Linked DNA regions of Zea mays: region 2 is linked to region 1. The links are chromatin contacts, called in public Hi-C maps. All regions are on one chromosome and are shown on one strand. The core of a region is the stretch at or near the end of the contact, and the rest is flanking DNA. Distances in the headings are between cores, read along the strand shown. Region 1 holds the start of LOC103650673 (transcription factor LHW). Region 2 holds the start of LOC103650680 (probable LRR receptor-like serine/threonine-protein kinase At1g67720).

Region 1 (3,012 bases), core at 234-2,733:
GGATCATGGACAATCCATTGATGATTTCCAGTGAAAGCAGCACGGCCAATGGTACTGAAGAATACAAGCACAGCATACATACATACATACATCAGCAAAGTTTGAACTTCTCCAACAACGCCGAAGCACTTATTAGCTATGAACACTGTAACAAGCAAAACAAAATTCCTGCTTACCCTTCACCAATAACATGAATTTGTGAGGCCATAACCTTCCCAACAAGCGTGCACACACTGGTGCCCGGCTCACACCCAGCTTCAGGAGCATCAGATCCGGTATAGCATGAGGCGTGGCCGCAGGAACCGTCCTCCCACACCAAATGCCTGCACGTCACCAAGGAGAAGACACAAATCAGCAAAGAACAGCTGAATTCGTGCACTAATCGCATCACGAAGCTGAACGCGCAGCACATTAGCTTTACATAGAAATGCAAGCGCATTTCACCCGTTTCCCGCCCTTGTACACCCCCAAGAACTCACAGACGTTAGCGCGAACTCAGTGGGTAGGTAGGTACTCATGCCACTAAAATTTACAGCGGCACCAAAAGTTGCATACACTAGTAAAGAGCTCCCATATTGGGAAGGATGTCCAGGAATATGCCCATCCGAATGTTCCCGCGCGCGCTTCGCTTGTCTACCAGGAAAATCTAGCTGAAACGTAATGCGCAGCGAAACTCCAAACCCCAGACCAGGGGAGCGAAAAGATGCACAACGTTTCGAAAACGAATGGGATGGGATTTCTTCGCAAATCGGGCTGCAGGAGAAGCATAAGATCCAAAGGAAAAAAAAAACAGGAGAGAAAGATAAACACAAACAGTAGGAGGAAGGAGGGGTGGGGATTAGCTTACACAGGGTCGGCGGCGCCGATGGCCTTCCAGAAGACGGCGTAGGACCAGCCGACCTCCTCGCAGAGCCGGCGCAGCGCGTCCCCAACCGCCATCCTGGCGACGCAGGGGGGAGTGGGAGAGAGAACCCTAGCTCCTCCGCGGGCCGCCGCCTGCAGCCCCGGGCCCCGCTCTCTCTGGCCTGGAACTGGAACAGGACGTGCGAGCAACCCAACAAGGCAACAAGCAAAGACGGGCGGCGAGCGCCCTCACTAGGCGGCGCGGTGGCTCGCTTGCCCGGCCTGCTTCGCGCGGAGCCCGCCGGCGCTCCTCGTCCTCACGCTTCCCCTCGCCGCCGGCGCGCAGGCGCCCATCAGGGGGGCGGGCCCACTCCCAGCCCCCAGCAGGCGGGTCCCAGCGTCAGCGTCCGCGGGGGCGCGCGCTTCGCTTCACGCGGCGGTGGCGAGCGAGCCTGCCTGCCAACCCCAGTGCTGGGGCTCCGGGGGATGAAGCTGGACCTGCTGCCGCGGACTGCGGCTCGTCAATGTCCTGGTGCGTCTTCCTCCTTTTGGCTTTGCTGGCTTTGGCTTGTTTGGGAGGGTTCTCACTTCTCTTCTCGGGTTTGGGTGTCTACTAGTCTGTTTTGGCTTTCTCCTCGTTGCTTTGCTGTGCTCGCCCTTGGGCGTTTTCTTTTCTTCTTTTTTCCTCCTTCCCGACTCCCGAGGCACGTATCATTCTCTCCACGACGGGTAAAATCGTGATACCTATGTTTAAGCCCCATCATTCGTTAGAAGTCTAACGCACTAGTTCGATTTTCTAAATATAAAATACGGCTAAAAGATTGCTTGATATAACTACGAAATCATGAATTATCAATGTAGCTTGTATTTTTTTTAATTAGTCTCTTAAGGTAGATTTAGTTAAGAGTCAATTAAAATAGAGAAGATACATTCTAGTTTTTGAAAATTGAGTTGTTCTATTCTCCGTTTGGCAAGTAGAACGGAATCACTCTATTTTTTGTTTGATTAAAAAGTAGAATAGAGTGGAGCCGTTCTGTTCTTTGTTTGGTTGGAGAGTTATATGAGTATAGAGGAGAGCGTTCGCGTCCAAGAGAGCGCTCGCATCCAACTATTTTGGTGGAGCGCTCTAACTATTTATAGTAAATTTTTATATGGAGACTATAGGAATCGCTTCGCTCTTTTTTTGTTGGAAATCAAACATCAAAAACTAGAATGAAACTGTTTCATTCTTCTCCACTCGCCAACCAAACCCATCCTTAGAGATCCCTCGAGAGACCTCATATTAAATGGAGTTGTATATGCCCTTAATTAAATGGGGGTTGTATATGCCCTTAGTGCCGTTCAACATTAAGAGGAGTTTTTTTTACTTGACATGTCTATTTTACACCGACAAAACAGGAAATTTGGTACTGGTCTTCGCAAAATTAACATCCTCGTAGTAGGCTTCAGAAAATCACCATTCGTTAAAATGGACTCTTTGCATCTCCTGCCATTCCATGTAATTGTTTATGGTCTGATTCAGAGTTTTTAGAACATGTCTGCAATTAGGAAGGCTTATAGATAGTTGAGACGCATGGTGGTAAGTAAAGGATTAAAGTTTTAAGTGAGGGTGGAATATATCTGTTTTTAGGCTTGAAAATCGAAGAGACTAAAACTGTCTACATCAAATCTCTATTATATAAAACATCAGTTTCACTAAGAAAAGGTAGACTTGAAATGTTTGAGCAAAATGTGGATGATGGTGCTGCTATTCTTATATTAGAACATTCTCAATGCACGGTTTCCATCACAATATTTCCAAGGCTGTCATATTAACATTTGTATAAGTAATAGTGTATCCAGAGTTTCATCCACATAAAAATCTCGCATCTCCTATAAAACTTTCTTATATCTCTCTTTATTAAATTTTATTTCATGTTATCATGTTTGCTTATGTAGTTATGTGGCATGTCATTAAATAAAAAATAAAACTCTCAAGAGCACAAACACTACTTTTCGTTCTGAATTAAAACCAATCGTTTAGACTTCCGCAGCTACAACATATAAAGATAAAAAAAATAATAAAGAAGACAGTACAGATTAAAGACAAGTGCTTTGGCCGAAACGCCTTATTAGTTTTCATACGCGTGCCAGCTTACCATTCAGTTGGATGGTCCAAGGTAGAGGTAT
Region 2 (3,012 bases), core at 291-2,790, 750 kb before region 1:
AGAATTGGCCCCTTGGACGAATCGTTGGTCTTCCTCAGCGCCAAGGACAGGACGAAAGGCAGCGAGATGTTGGGGAAGCCTGGCTCGTAGAGCCGGTACTTGCCCGGCGCGTTCTCGCCGATGTCCACCGTGGGCTTGCTCACGTCCGCCAGCCCCGGGATGTAGAGCTTGAACTTGCGCGTCTCCGGGACCAAGAACTCCTCGATCTCAGCCAGGTACGAGAAGGCCCAGCCGTTGCCCGGGAAGCCTGGGAGGTCGAGGCGATAGGTGAGCTCGCCCAGCGACCCGACCACCGCCGTCTGCATCACCTTCTGCGGGGGCCTCTCGCTGCCGGCCACGAAGACGGGCCTGTCGGTGGAGACGTTGACGGTGCCGGCGGCCACGTCCACCAGGTAGTTGGCCCTCCTCACCATGTCCGACTCCCAGATCCTGTCGTAGGGGTCGTCCGGGTACCTGACGGGGTCGGCGGTGGGCGCGCCGAAGTTGATCCTGGCGGAGAGGGCCAGGAAGGCGTCCGCCTCGTAGTCGGTGTAGTAGAGGGAGCCGTTCAGCTGCCGGAGCTCCAGCGTGGAGATGAAGGGCGTCCCCGTCCCCGTGGACGACAGGCAGACGCTGAGGGCGGGGTCGGCGGCGAGGACGACGGCCTCCCTGGTGACCACCTTGGAGTCGTCGTAGATGACGATGGTGGACCAGTGGGAGGCGCCAAGGTAAAGATCGAACTCCGGGAACACGTTGCTGCTGTCGAAGTTGCCGTACAGGAAGGTGGCGCGGACGAGGTAGCGTGTGCGGGTGCGGACGTGCAGCGTGTAGCAGTGCTTGCTGCTGCTGCTGCTGCTGGCGGACGGTGATGGGAAGTAGCGCAGCGTGGAGTACTGCGCGCGTTTCTCGGAGGGCACGGAGATGGTGGCCGTCTGGCCGAAGGGGAACCAGCCGGCGTCGCCCGTCCACTGCAGGCCCAGCTCGTCCGTGTAGTTGGTGGAGCCGCCGCAGTCGATGCTGACGAATCCTGTGGAGTACGTTACGTATTTGTTTTTGTTTTGTGCTACACAGTTGGGCTAACTGATCGATATCCACACTGAAGGCAATAACTCACCAGGCACCTGAGCATCGGAGGCGGTGAAGAAGACGGCGGCGGCGGTGACGAAGAGGAAGCACGAATAGGAGGAGGGATTGAGGCTGCTGCTTGATGCCATCGCTTTCAATTGCAATAATAATCGTATCCCTTCCTTCTTCCTTCCTTACAGGCGAAGTGAGTGAGTGAGAGACCGTACTCAACTCGATGCAAAGCAAGGGGAAGGGATGAGAGGAGCACAGACAGCACTAACTCCTGTCCTAACAAAGCATCAAAAGGTAGCAGAGCATCACCATGGACATGGATTGATTATATTATTTGGTCACGGCAAAAGCCCACAGCAACAGTAAAGCTGCTGCTGCTGCTGCTGCTTGGTTCAATTGAATGAATGTATGGGGCCAAACCAAATTAAAGGAGGGGACCAAGCAACTCAACAACAGAAACCAACAGTGCATAGGCTCCTCTCTCAACCATGCCCGGCAAATGTACTGCTGGATTGGGATTGGGATTGGGATTGGGACTGGGATCGGGATCATGCATGCCCACCAATAGCATGTTTCTTTTCTTTAGCGGATTCGCGGGTTCCTTTTGTGCTTTATGATGCCCATTCACATTTCACATGCATCTCCATGCCCACATTCATCAACTCGTAAAGGCAAAGCTACATATGAATATGACTACCACCACCGTACCCTCCCACCACCAACTCCAGTAACATCAACCAGTATTGGCATTTGACATGCAGGAGCACGGCCACGGTTGCTCTTTCTCATGCTATTCCAGCGACGCCAACACCAGGCAGATCTACGTACACCTAGCTTCGTTCTTACACCAACCAAAGAAAAGCTACCGCGCCTGCCTTTTACATCCCCTCATGCACAATCAGCCTGCCTGTTTGCGAGCACAGCTTTTAAAAGCATACCTTGCATGATTAAGAACATCTAGGCAGATGTTCTAGTAATTAGTAATGGTATATTATTATTATTATTATTATTATTATTATTATTATTATTATTATTATTATTATTATTATTATTATTATTATTATTATTATTATTATTACTACTGTTACTACTGTTACTGAACAACACTAACTATTTGCGAGAAGACCAAAAAACTAATGAAGTCAACAAAAACTGATAAGTCCTAGAAGTAGACTTGTGCTCCAAGCGATAGCCCACAAAATCAACATCAGAATAATTGCACAAAAATAGAACTAAAAAAAGAAGAGTACCATAAACCAAACTCAGGAGTAAAGCGCGAGTACCTCATAATCTTTTTCATAGTCTATCTATGAAAAGTGTGTGGGAAAGCCTATAAACGAGCGCACAGACACACTGCAAAATGTATATCTGGCCTCATCGTAGTCAAGTACAGGAGAGATCCAATCATGCTCTTATACTCCTTCTGGTCCACGAAGGCTTATCCCTATAAGCGTAATCAATAACGCAAGCAAGAACAGGAAGAATGCAATCAAAACTGCATTGATCACGAGGTGGGGTCTCACAAACCGATGAACGACGATATTGTTCGATGACAGATATGATCTAAGCAAAACCCAAACCCTAATGTGGCGGCGGCTGCTGTTAAAATAGAGGTTAGGAGCATGCACAACCCCTAGATGTACCTCTAATGGGCTCCAACACGATACACGACCCAACGGTCCAACAGACAAAGTCGCAACACCAAAACAGAATATGAGCGCTGAATTATGTTTATGATTCCTCTTGACTCCGGATGAATTTTAAGGTGGGACCAGTTGGGTTGGTTATATATTTTTCTTATCTTTCCAACCATATCAAGTCAGTCGCAATCGGAGTCTAGATGTGTTCTAGGCGTACATTTTAGTGCAGACTGGTCCTAGAACCTGAGATGGAATCACAGCCGAGCCGGACATGATCTCCTTCCTATTGTGGACACCCTTGTTGCTCCTCCTCGAC

What was found. A called contact is a pair of places that touch in the nucleus more often than the background predicts.
Region 2: a contact with region 1 is called in a Hi-C map of root tip, with 4 times the contacts expected there. The contact joins the promoter of LOC103650680 here to the promoter of LOC103650673 in region 1. A contact is called at or near these places in 2 of 25 Hi-C or Micro-C datasets (ear and root tip).

Annotation. Positions count from the first base shown.
Region 1 is chr3:144,772,249-144,775,260 of Zm-B73-REFERENCE-NAM-5.0, reverse strand. LOC103650673 (transcription factor LHW) reads right to left here and starts at 1,483. Exons shown (of 10, transcript XM_008676231.2): 1 at 848-1,483; 2 at 177-323; 3 at 1-54. The coding sequence starts at 939.
Region 2 is chr3:145,519,396-145,522,407 of Zm-B73-REFERENCE-NAM-5.0, reverse strand. It overlaps LOC103650680 (probable LRR receptor-like serine/threonine-protein kinase At1g67720), which reads right to left and starts at 1,540. Exons shown (of 11, transcript XM_008676243.4): 1 at 1,094-1,540; 2 at 1-1,006. The coding sequence starts at 1,193.